3 separate regions of the Mus musculus genome follow, and regions 2 and 3 are each linked to region 1. Evidence: chromatin contacts called from public ChIA-PET and HiChIP or PLAC-seq data. All regions are on one chromosome and are shown on one strand. The core of a region is the stretch at or near the end of the contact, and the rest is flanking DNA. Distances in the headings are between cores, read along the strand shown.

What was found. ChIA-PET counts read pairs in DNA pulled down with a chosen protein or histone mark. HiChIP or PLAC-seq counts read pairs in DNA pulled down with a chosen protein or histone mark.
Region 2: a contact with region 1 is called in an RNA polymerase II ChIA-PET map of memory CD8 T cells, with 3,217 read pairs. The contact joins the enhancer-like site here to the promoter of Mfng in region 1. A contact is called at or near these places in 9 of 39 promoter capture datasets (the 3T3-L1 cell line, the C10 cell line, the HPC-7 cell line and 5 more), 1 of 15 datasets of contacts at CTCF or cohesin (large pre-B cells), 1 of 484 Hi-C or Micro-C datasets (bone marrow-derived macrophages), 4 of 115 datasets of contacts at active chromatin or transcription factors (the 230-238 cell line, the SCID.adh cell line, effector CD8 T cells and 1 more) and 4 of 9 other capture datasets (adipose tissue, embryonic stem cells, liver and 1 more).
Region 3: a contact with region 1 is called in an H3K4me3 HiChIP or PLAC-seq map of the SCID.adh cell line, with 20 read pairs. The contact joins the promoter of Cyth4 here to the promoter of Mfng in region 1. A contact is called at or near these places in 19 of 39 promoter capture datasets (the 3T3-L1 cell line, 3T3-L1-derived adipocytes, the C10 cell line and 12 more), 3 of 15 datasets of contacts at CTCF or cohesin (the NIH/3T3 cell line, embryonic stem cells and large pre-B cells), 6 of 484 Hi-C or Micro-C datasets (B cells, the N1E-115 cell line, bone marrow-derived macrophages and 2 more), 22 of 115 datasets of contacts at active chromatin or transcription factors (the 230-238 cell line, the HPC-7 cell line, the SCID.adh cell line and 13 more) and 3 of 9 other capture datasets (adipose tissue, liver and pancreatic islet).

The regions. Positions count from the first base shown.
Region 1 is chr15:78,771,581-78,775,209 of GRCm38.p6, forward strand. Mfng (MFNG O-fucosylpeptide 3-beta-N-acetylglucosaminyltransferase) reads right to left here and starts at 1,865. Exons shown (of 8, transcript NM_008595.2): 1 at 1,438-1,865. The coding sequence starts at 1,692. It overlaps Card10 (caspase recruitment domain family, member 10), which reads right to left. Exons shown (of 21, transcript NM_130859.2): 21 at 3,556-3,629.
Region 2 is chr15:78,556,048-78,559,676 of GRCm38.p6, forward strand. Rac2 (Rac family small GTPase 2) reads right to left here. Exons shown (of 7, transcript NM_009008.3): 7 at 3,122-3,629. Among named protein-coding and RNA genes, the nearest start is that of Sstr3, 14 kb to the left of the region's middle. Within about 2 kb of position 1,869, at least 21 of the 459 cell types and tissues checked have an H3K27ac peak or open chromatin away from gene starts, as enhancers often do. A contact at or near this core is called in memory CD8 T cells, where this site is marked.
Region 3 is chr15:78,594,967-78,598,595 of GRCm38.p6, forward strand. Cyth4 (cytohesin 4) reads left to right here and starts at 2,081. Exons shown (of 13, transcript NM_028195.3): 1 at 2,081-2,253. The coding sequence starts at 2,235. Gm52186 (a long non-coding RNA gene) reads right to left here. Exons shown (of 4, transcript XR_003951538.1): 4 at 3,600-3,629.

The sequences.
Region 1 (3,629 bases), core at 615-3,114:
CCTGGTGTAGCCTCTTAGAGAAGCTGGCACCTTGGACCTGGGTGCCTGATTGGCCGCTGGGAGAACCTAGGACACACATTTAGGCACCAGCCTCGCAGCCGGTGGCCCTGGACCGGCCGTACCCCAGTAACCCTGGCAGCTCTGATCTTGAGACCTGGTAGAGAAGGGGCCCAGCTGAGAAGCGGAGAGGGTGTACCTCTGTGCTATGCCCCATAGGCCTCCTGGGTGACTCTGGCCAGCCCTTCCTTTCAGGGCAAGGGCACCATCGCCGTGAGCAAGACGACAGGAAAGCGCCAGGGACCATGTGAGGCTTTACTCCCTGGTACACACAGACGCAGCTTCATAAACAGGAAGGTCTGTGCGGAGGGCCAGCCCTGCTGGCTTCCGTGGAGGAACCACGGTCTCCTCCAGACAAGAAGGGGGGAGGCTGGGGGGGAGGGGTTGGGGGCTACAGGGAGCTCTACCAGGGAAGAACTCATGCCTGTACCGGACATTATGCCAGGAAACGGGGAGGGGGAGGGCATCCTTTTCAGGTACCCCCACCTCTCCCTCACTAAACTACCTCCTCTCCTTGGCCTCCCCACCAAAGGCTCAGTCACTTCCGCTCACAGAGCCAGCAGCCACCATGGGGACATAGTGTGTGTGTGCACAAGTGCATGAGTTCTGCTACCTCCCCTGACGTGGTCCCCAATGCCCCCCATACCCACACCCATCCCTGGCTTTGCTTGATGGGGTCTTGAGTATGGGGAGAGAGACTCTGCTTTCAGGAAACACACTCATTACTCTCATGCCTTCTTATTACTGTATTTAGCATGCCTAGCCCTGTGTATGAGCACAGGTATACACACACACACACACACACACATTCCATATGCCTTGGCAGATCTCCCCTCACCTTGACCTCCAGCCCACACGACCTCACCCACTGCCTCCCATCCCAACCACAGCACAGGAAACGGAGAAGCTAGACAGGGCCCTCACACCCTGGGCAGCACAGCAGGGCAGGAACTGAGAGGAAGCCTCCCTCAAGCAGGCCCCACCTCCATGTCTCTCCAGCATCCACATCACACCCCTGCCTCACACAGCCCCATCCATGCCCAGAGCTGAGGTGCGCAGCTACTCGGTCCTGGTGGGTTTTCACCTTAACACCCACCAGAATCTTCAGGCAAGTTAGGGTCAAGAATCTAGGAGATGAGGGGGACCCAAGAGGAGCCTAGGACAGAGGTGCCACATGGAACCCAACAGAGATAGACCTGTGAGTCTAAGGAGGCCCTGGAGTGTGGCAGTGGGGATGGGGGTGGGCACGGAAGAAGTGGAGAGACCCCAGAAGGAACCACTCCCTGGTGGTCAGCTTTTCCCCAGACCACCAGGAAGACCCCTGGGAGCCCCCCAGCCAGGAGTGCTCTCTCAGACTTCAAGGCAGCCCCCGCCTGTCACCTGTTGCCTGATCCTGGAGACCCACGTGTCTAGTAGCAGGTCCAGGCGGGAGCGATGGAAGGCCCAGGTAGTCTTGACTGCGATGAAGATGTCGCCTAGCTGCAGCTCCAGGGGTCCTGGGTTCCGTTGGTTCAGCCTGAGCGCGCCCTGTATCATCCTCTGGGACAAACTTGAGTGGTATCGTAGAGACAGGAGCCCCACGCACAGGAGGGTAAAGAGGGCTCCCGCCATGCCCCGAAAAAGTCGGCAGTGCATTGGTAGCAGGCCCCCAGACAGTTCAGCCCCCGACTCCCCAATCAGTCTGGGGTGGGAGGCTGGTCAGGAGGGGGCCCTGGTACAGGCAAAAGTCTGGCAGGCATCGGGGGCACACACCAACGGGAAAGGAGGAAGCTGGGTCTCTGGACCCAGAGACTGAGCCACCACCGTCCTGCCAGCCGGCAGAGGCCACCAGCCCGCCACCTGCTCCTCAGCCCTCCCTCCGGGCCACTTAGCTCCTGGCCCCGCCCCTGCCTCAGCCCGAGGGGCGGGGCTAGGCCTGGGAAGCCCCAGAGGCAGCTGCTGGGAGCCACCCACTGGAAGAGGCACAGGGCCCTGCCAGCTGCTGCAGCCACACCAAACCCTCCACGAGGTGGGAAGAAGCCACTCCAGCCTTCCTATGCCTCACAGTCCTTTCTCTGGCTCCTAGAATAGCCAGGATCCTGTCCAGCCAGCCTCAGGTCCTGGCTCATTCTCCCTCCTGCTGGCCCTTCCCATCATCCACCATGCATCAGGCCTACATCTATCACAGGGCCATGCCCACCATAGCATGCTGCCTAGATTCTTGCTTTCTTTGAATCTTTACACAGACATTATTTCTGCCATGAGGCTTTTCCTGCCCATTTTAAACAGCCCTCCTTCCCAGCCCCCAAGCCTAGACCCTTCTAACTTCTTGCTGTATGGTGTATTTTACATATTTATTGTCTTACTTATGATACTACTGAGGCAGGGGGTATTCTCTTTTGTTGACTATCCAGAACCCAGTACGGTACCTGGTACATACTGGGCACTTGATCAATACTTGTTAATTATGTTAATTAAGCACAGGAAAGTGCTTGGTGGCTGTGAATGGATCTAAGCCTGCTAAAGGCTCCTGGAGCACTAGGACAATGAGGTGTCAGCCTCAGCCTGTCCCCTTCACAGCTCACCTCCTCAGAACAGTGCCACCAAGGAAAAGCCTAGGCTTGGGGCTGGGTTCAGATCCCAGCTAGGGCCACAACCTGGCTGTATGGCTGTCGACAAGATACCTCTATCATTTACGAAATGATGGTGAGGGACTCCAAGATGGCTCAGCAGGTGAAGGTGCTTGCCACCAAGCCTGTGGATGGACCTGAGTTCAATTCCCAGGGACATGCCCCCTCCAGCAAGTTGTTCCCTGGCCTTGTGTGTGTTGCCACAGCAAGTTGTGTGCATGCACATCTGACAGGTGTGCATCACCATAGCAAATTCCTTAAAGGGATCTCGGGGCAGGTGAGAGGTGAGAGGGCTCAGCAGAAAAGGCAGCTTGCTGACACGCTGACTGCCTGAGTTTGATTCCCAGGACCCACATGACAAAAAGGGAGAACGGCTCCTGAACCTTATATACACAGTGCACTCTTGCTATTGCATGCGCGCGCGCACACACACACACACACACACACACACACACACAGTGAACATTTTTGTAAGTGAAATTCTAACCTCAAAGCCCAAGGACACCTCTTCCAGTCTGTCTCTCTAGACTGCTCCCCCGGAGGTAACCATGCTCACTCTGGGGGCTGTCTCTTGGGGACAGCCACACACCCACAATTTGCCAGGCTCCTTAAGCCACTCCTGGCCTCCTGGCTTCAAGTGACCTGAGCAGAGGACACTCTGTTGATGAGGAAGGCCGGGCTGAGGGCCCCCCACCTGGCACTGGGGCAGGTAAGGTGACTCCAGCACAGATGGCGGGCGTCTCTGGGAGGAGCCAAGGAAATATGACCCTCCCCACAAACTGAACAAACTGGCAGGGACTTGAAAGGTGGGATCCGCTGGGGATGGGGATGGGGACAAAGGGGACAGGGCCCCCAGGCCAGGCATGGAAGCAAGCATAAGGTCACCAACTTCTATGACAAACTTTAATGACTCATTGTGTGCAGCTTGAATGAAAAGGCCCGGGGAATCACCCACAAGCCTAA
Region 2 (3,629 bases), core at 619-3,118, 220 kb before region 1:
TCTTCAGTGTCCTAAGCCATCACTGTCATCGACAGCCTACAGTGTCCAGATCCAGACACCCACCCCCCAGTTCCAGGAGATGGGCTTTCTCTGTGTCGTTTTGATCTGCACCCCTCCCCGATCCTTCCCTCTTCCCATCATGCCCTGAGGTCTAGCCTTCACCGCCCTCTGCTCTATAGTTCAACTACCAGGATTTGAGGTCATAGCTGTCTCACAGTTTCTCTGCACACAGATTTTTTTCTGTTTCTTCTGTCCTCGGTTCGTGGCCACCTTTCCACAGGGCCAGGGTATAAGGACTTAGGGTATATGTACCATCCCATGGTATACCAACCCTGGATGCACTGACCCTCAGACCAGAGCTCTTCCTTTCTGTACAGAAGATTCTGATGTGTGGAACAAATCACAAGGGCAAAGGTATCCACGTGTCTGTCTCTCCTGACCTCCGAGCCCCTGGTGAGAAAAGACTGGGCCTCATCCTTCTCTGTGTGTGCAGTCTTAGCACAGAGGAGTGGGGACACAGGAAGTGAATAGAAGCCAGTGTTCTTCTATGCCTTGTGGCCTTTTGCCTTCCTGGGGGTCCTCTCATGGCATCTAGCTCTGCCTCGCCATCTGCAGGACCCTTTATTGTGTCCTTTACTGACATCCCATGAAGCCTGTGTAGAGGCAGGTGGGGGTGGGGAGACAGAGCAAAGCCGCAGACATCAAGGTTCTCCAGACTCAGAGCCTGCAGAGGAGCTGTGCTGCTCCCCCTCATGATCCGGGATGGCTGGGCTCATCCAGGCCGCTCTCCTCACTCACATTAGTAGTAGATGGGGCAGTCAGAGGGGACTCAGCTGATGTGGCACACACAAGATGGATCACGGGCATGGCTACACCTTGGTGGGCAGTAGAAACCTGCTTCAGCAGGATGGCAGATTATGGGCATGGCTGGTTCTCTCTCTCTCTCTCTCTCTCTCTCTCTCTCTCTCTCTCTCTCTCTCTCTTATATATTCTTTTATCCATTCCCTCATTTGTGTCAATCACTCAGGAGGCAGAGGTAAGCAGATCTCTGCAAGTTCAAGGCCACCCTGATCTACAGAGCAAGTTCCAGAAGAGCCAGGCCTATAAAAAAGAAACCTTGATCTTGAAAGCAAAACAAAACAAAACAAATGACATTATAGCTCTGGATGAGAACCTGAATCAGGGACTGAGTGGCTATGTTGACAGAGCACATGGGACTGAAAGCACAGGGGACAGCTACACAGAGGGACCACTTCCCTGTTCTCTGCTGACATGGGGACCTCCTATATAGCCTGTGAGCTCCTGAGGGCACGGTGCAGCCCCCAGACTCCATGACAGTCTGTCAGATGAGTCCCGGCTCCAGCGAACAGCAGATCTTAGGATGACACTTGGGGTGGCACAGTCTGTGACACACGATCCTACTGAGACTTCCCGGTGCATTTGGAGCGGGGACTGAGAGAGGGAAAGCAGGAGGCATCCTGGGAAAGACGTCACTGCTGACCAGAGGAAAGGGCCAAGGCTCAGCTCAGGAGGGGCAGTGCAGTTGGGGGCTTGAATTAGGGGACCCTAGGATGACAGTCATCCAGGCTTGACTTGTGAGTGTGGACGTGAGATGGTGGGGCTAAGAGGTCCCTGCTTCGGAAGAAGGAGCAGGAAGCAGCTAGCTGGAGGCTGAGAGCTTTGGAAGAGATGGAGGTCTGGTCCAGCAGGTGCTTACCTCACTCCTGGGCCATGATGCCATGGACAAGAGGGCTGAGCATAGAGTAGAGAGCCCCGGCCCCTCCCAGGCCACACACTGTGTGCTCTGGTACCAGGTGAATGCTGTGGAGCAAGCCTCACTTCTGAGCCTACCCAGCAAGCACTTCCTCCTGTTTCAAAACCATCTCACAGCTTGTCATTCGCTGCTCAGGAGGCCTCTGATCCTCAGCCGCTCAGGGTCTAGGGCCTCAGGTACTAACAGGGAACATCGGTGGGAAGTCTGGCCAAGTGTGCTAAAAACGAGTAACTGGGTCCTCCAGCATTCATTCTGGAAGCAAGGCTGATGCAGGCTAACAGCACCGGCCCGGTTTATCTTTCTGTCTCTGTCTGAAGCCGTTGGCTTCTGCTGTTGATGCTGTAGGCTGCAAGCTCACCAGGTGACAGTGGCTGCTCTGGACATCCCATCAGTTTTCAGAGCAAGAGACCACTTTTGTTATCTTTCTTCCAAGAAACAGCATCTCTGACTGACTTTCCTTGTGTGGATGTGGTTGGTGAAAACAGTGTGACCTCGGAGCCCCAAAGGCTGAGAAAACACGTATATTTACTTTAAAGGTTTAGTTTTGTTTTTAATGGGGTGTGTGTGTGTGCCCACAGAAGCCAAAAGAGGGTGTCAGATCCTCCTCCAGGGAGGTGGAATTAGGAACAAAACTTGGTTGCTCTAACAGCAACAAGCACACACACTTAAACAGCCTTTCCTCTCACTGAAAACAAGTATTTCATCAATGCTGAGCACACTGCTGTCCTGCCCTAAACTGGGATTCTGTAGGCAAGGAGAGAGGAATGGGGGAGGGGCAGGAGGGGTGGGAGAGGATAGGGATGGGTGGGAGGGATGGGAGAGGATAGGAGGGAGTGGGAGGGATGGAAGGGGTGGGAGAGGGAGAGAGGAGTGGGAGGGGTAGCAACCGTAAGAGAAGGTAGGGAGGTTGGAAGAGAGAAGGAGGGGTGAGACAAGCAGAAGGGGCAGGGCGGGGAGGGGCAGGAGGGGTCAGGCTGCTTTGTCCATCAGAGCACTGACCCCTAGGCTTTCCAGGCCCTGTTTCCTCCTCTGCAATGGCTAGCAGCACCCCAAGTGACCAAATGCAGGACTGAGGTTACATGTGCGGTGAGGGGGTGGAACAGGTATTTCATGTCATTACTCTTGGGGTAAGGCAAAGACCCCAGGGCAGCTGGGGCGGGGAGCTGAACACCCACAGCAGGAGCCCACCCAGCACACAGGGGAGTTTAAGGCACACAGGGACAGGGCCTGGGTGGGTGGGCAACAGAAGGAGAAGAAAGGTCACTAGTGGTGGTGGGGAGTCCGGTCAGGGTTTTCTCGGTTCTTGGCCTCTTAGTCAAGGAACCGAAATAAAATTCCACACAAATTGCAAAAGTATCGGGGACTTTATTCAGATTAAAGTGAAAGCTGAGATCTGGGTGAAATAAGCTGTCAGGGTGACAGTGGGCTGGCTGTGTGCTCCACAACTCACACAGAGGCTCAAGGTAACAGGCCGGGGTTTGCCTCCTACAGAAGGGGGCGGGGGAGGAGGAGGGGGAGGTTTAGCTACTTAGAGGCTTAGTTTGAGAGGTTCTGGGCTTAGATCTACGGTTTTGAATCATGTAAGGTTTTGCTTAGTATCATGCACTAGAAAAGGAGCAGAGAGCTAAAAGAGGGACTCTGGGTGCACCCCAGGTCTTTAACTCCCCAAAGCGATGGGGGTGCAGGTCCTCTCAACCGTGTTGGAGAACACAGCACCTGTGGGCTTAAAACCTTTCTTTCTGTGTCAGAGAAATCTTGCCCTCCTGTGAGCCAAGCTAAGAACAGAAGCTTCCCTCACTGGGCCAAGCCCCTCCAGAGGTGGAGTCCCTTAAGTTTGGGGGGGAGGAGTTGGGGG
Region 3 (3,629 bases), core at 831-3,330, 180 kb before region 1:
ACTTAGTTTCTATTCTTCTCAGAGCTCAAAGGTACAGTCCGCCATGACAGAAGAGGCAAGGCAGCAGATTGAAGCAGCCAGTGAAATTCCACCCACAGTCAGGAAGCTGAGGAAGATAGATGAGCACACTGCTGCTGCTCAGCTTCCTGTCTCTGTTTATGCAGTCCAGGAAGCCAGCCAGGGAATGGCGCCACCCACAGTGGGCAGGTCTCCCCTTCCTGATTAACAAAAACTAAGATGACCCCCACAGACATGTCCAGAGGCCTGTCTCCCAGGGGGCTCTAGACTCTGTCAAGTTGACAATTTACACTAACCACCCTGATGATCACCCAAGTCATGGTCCCTTTAATGACAGGCACTGGCTCCTCCTACATAATGTAAACTGATCGCCATTGCGGTCAGATGCTGCCCACATTAGCTAATGACCAGTAATCCTGGGAGGGGTCTCAGGGGCGGGAGAAATTCCTAAGGGTGAATTTCGATGTGGCAATGGGGACCTTTTCCCCCAGTTCTCTGTCCCTGCTGTAGCCCACCCCACCCGCAAGCACTAGCTCCCACCTTCCTGCTGCCTGTGGAGGATCCTGTTTCTTAGCAAGTCCTGTGGCCAAACTTGGATGAGAAAGGACAGAAGTGGGAGACACAGGGCATCTGGAAAGCCAGAATGCTGCAGAGGCCAGCCTGCTCCATTCCGTAAACCAGATTAATCCAGGCCTCCAGGGCGCCCCCTGTTGTTGATACATAAAACTGCACCACTCTCTCAGCTAGACTTTGGGTCAAAGACACAGGGTTGAGCTCAGACTCCAGGCGGTGGGGGGGGGGGCACACCCCACTTCTGTGTGTGCGTGTGCATGTGCAGGGCCTTGGCTATGCTAGACAAGCTCTCTACCCATGAGCTATGTCCCCAACCCTCTTCTTGTTTCTTATTTTAAGACAGGTTTTCACTGGATCAGGCTTGAATTTTTAATCCTCCTGCCTCAGTCTCCCAAGAAGCCAGGATGACAGGCCTATACCTCCAGGCCGGAAATGTCTGCATCACTCAAGGAAGGAACTACATGCCTATCTTCCCTGGGTGTATTCATTCATTCACTCATTCATTAGTTCATCCTCACTTGAACACTCCTTTCTCCTCACATTTTACGAGAGACTAGGACACAAATGTGACCTTGCCCTCACTGGACTTCTAAATAGATTGGAAACAGATCAGTGAGCCAGGATGTGCCCTGAATTCCAAAGAGTAAGCGCTCCTCTGACTGAAGTTTCTGTCAGCCATCCCTTTTTCTCTGCAGGATCTGAACCAACTCACCAGAAAAGGCCTGAGAAACAAAGCAGTCAACAATGGGGCAGCTGGGGGGGGGGCAGTTAAAGCCTAAAGGAAAATCATTTTTTGAACACCTACTACATTCCAAGAATCTTACACTGCTCTTTCTACATTCCCAAGGTTGAGTGTGCATACTCTCTTCGGACGCAAGCCAAATGAGACTCGGTGTAATAGGTTGACTAGCCCGAAGTCACATGCACCCTGTTGGTGGTGACACCTGCCTGAGTGGAGATGCTGAGGGTCAAACAACTGGATCTGGCCACAAAGTCACATGGAAGGATTGTACAGATTTGATGGTGAGTTTCCTAGCGGCCCGGGGAGAGAGGGAAATTAGACACTTTGTGAGACGTGGGGGGGGGGGGGGGCATTTCTTTAAAAAAAAAAAAAAAAGCAAAGCCCCTCCCCCATCCCTGAATGACTTGTCTTTTCTCCAATGAGATTTGATTCAGGGGAGTTCAGAGAGGACCCTAGAAGCTGGGAAATCTTTTGGCTTATATTTAAAGAGGTTGCTGGGTAAAGACCCGCGCCCCCCAGAGAAGGTCCATCGTTAGGACCTTCTTCCCCTGTGACTGAGCTTGTGGGGGCCCATAATCCACCTGTCTGTCTGTCTGTCTGTTTGTCTTTATCCACCCACCCCCACTCCCCTGCCCTAGCTCTGTCTTCCTTCTGCTTCCCCACTTTCCAAGTACTCAGATGCCAGGGTCTGAGCTAACTGGTGAAACTCAACTGCCTTTAGGAAGTGCGCTCTGTGTCAGGAGCCTGCGCACAGACCCCTGTGGCCAGGGCTGACTTCCTCCCACAGGGTCTGGGCGGGGCAGGCAGGAAGGGGCCATGACTGGTCCTCTTGGCTACCCACCAGAGCAGCAGCTGAGCTGGCAAGGCAAGCAGCTGGGCCACCTTTCCCCTGGGCTTCAGAATGGATGTGTGTCACACAGGTAAGCGATAGGTCCCAGCCACGGGCCTCAGTCCTTTCCTCCGGCAGAACAGGGAATCAAGGGCAGCCGTGCCCAGAAGGCCAGGAAAGAAAACCTCAAACTCCATGTGCAGAGGTAGGCACCGGGCTAGACTCCAGGCCTCGGGGTCCCACAGGCATCTGAGTGGTTGCTTACCTCCTGGGCTCTGCACTATGAGGTGGATGATGACAAACGAGATAAAAGATAGATAAAACAGGAGATCAAGGACGAGGGAAGAAGGAATTGGGAGTGCTCAGGCCGACGCGGCTCAGCAGAGTTCTTGGGAGTTCCAAGGAAGAGTTTTCAGGAGGGAAGGCCCCCCATAAGGGACCTGGGAAGAATGACTTCTGATGAAGGTGGATATTGTTGGTGGTGACACCTGCCTAGACCCTGTGAGGGCCCTACAGAGTCTTCTTAGCTCCTGGGGTCTGGTGACGTTTGATGGAGGCTGGGGACACTGCCTGAAGGAGTAACATTCATTCAATGAGGCCCTGGCACAGTAGGCCCTGTTCACTCAGTAACCAGGGCGGTGGGTCTGAGGGACAGAGAAAAAGGAAATGGGAGGGACAGGCTGGTGTGGTTCTCAGGGAGCAGAGAGCAGGGCTGTGGGTGGAGCCATGTCCCTGTACCCTCAGAGAGTTCTCTTGGAGTTCTGGGCTCTGAGGGACTGCAGCTGCTGGCTGTCTGGATCCCCAGGTCTATATGACTGGTTCAGAGTGACAGATTCTCCAAATGATACCTAACCCTTAACAGCCAGGCCCCACCCACCAGCACTGGGCCCCGCCCACTGGTGCTGAGCCCCGCCCACTGGTGCTGAGCCCCGCCCACTGGTGCTGAGCCCTGCTCACTGGTGCTGGGTATTCTCCAGATGCTATGCCTTGTTCTGTATTCCAGAAACCGATCAGGTTCTTCCTTCCTTCCTTTCTTTTGTTTGTTCTCTCTCTCTCTCTCTCTCTCTCTCTCTCTCTCTCTCTCTCTCTCTCTCTCTTTCTTATCCCCACCCCCTTTATTTTTAGATTTTTGGAGACAGTGTTTCTCCATGTAGCCTTGACTGTCCTGGAACTAGCTCTGTAGACCAGGTTGGCCTCAAACTCACAGAGACCTGCCTGCCTCTGCCTCCCAAGTGCTGGGATTAAAGGTGTGCACCACCACTGCACCTGGCTCCCTCAGACTCTTTCAACAGCCATTTATTTATGGTCGGGATACAGGGGGCTTTGACAGGACATAATATAAGAAGAGGCTGTGGCTCTGGCCACCAAAGATCTCCTTAATATAACCTCTCCCTTGTCTCTTTGGGTGTTGTGTGTGTGGGGGGGGGGGGGGGCGGTTGAGTTAAGTTCCACAAAGACACAGGGACT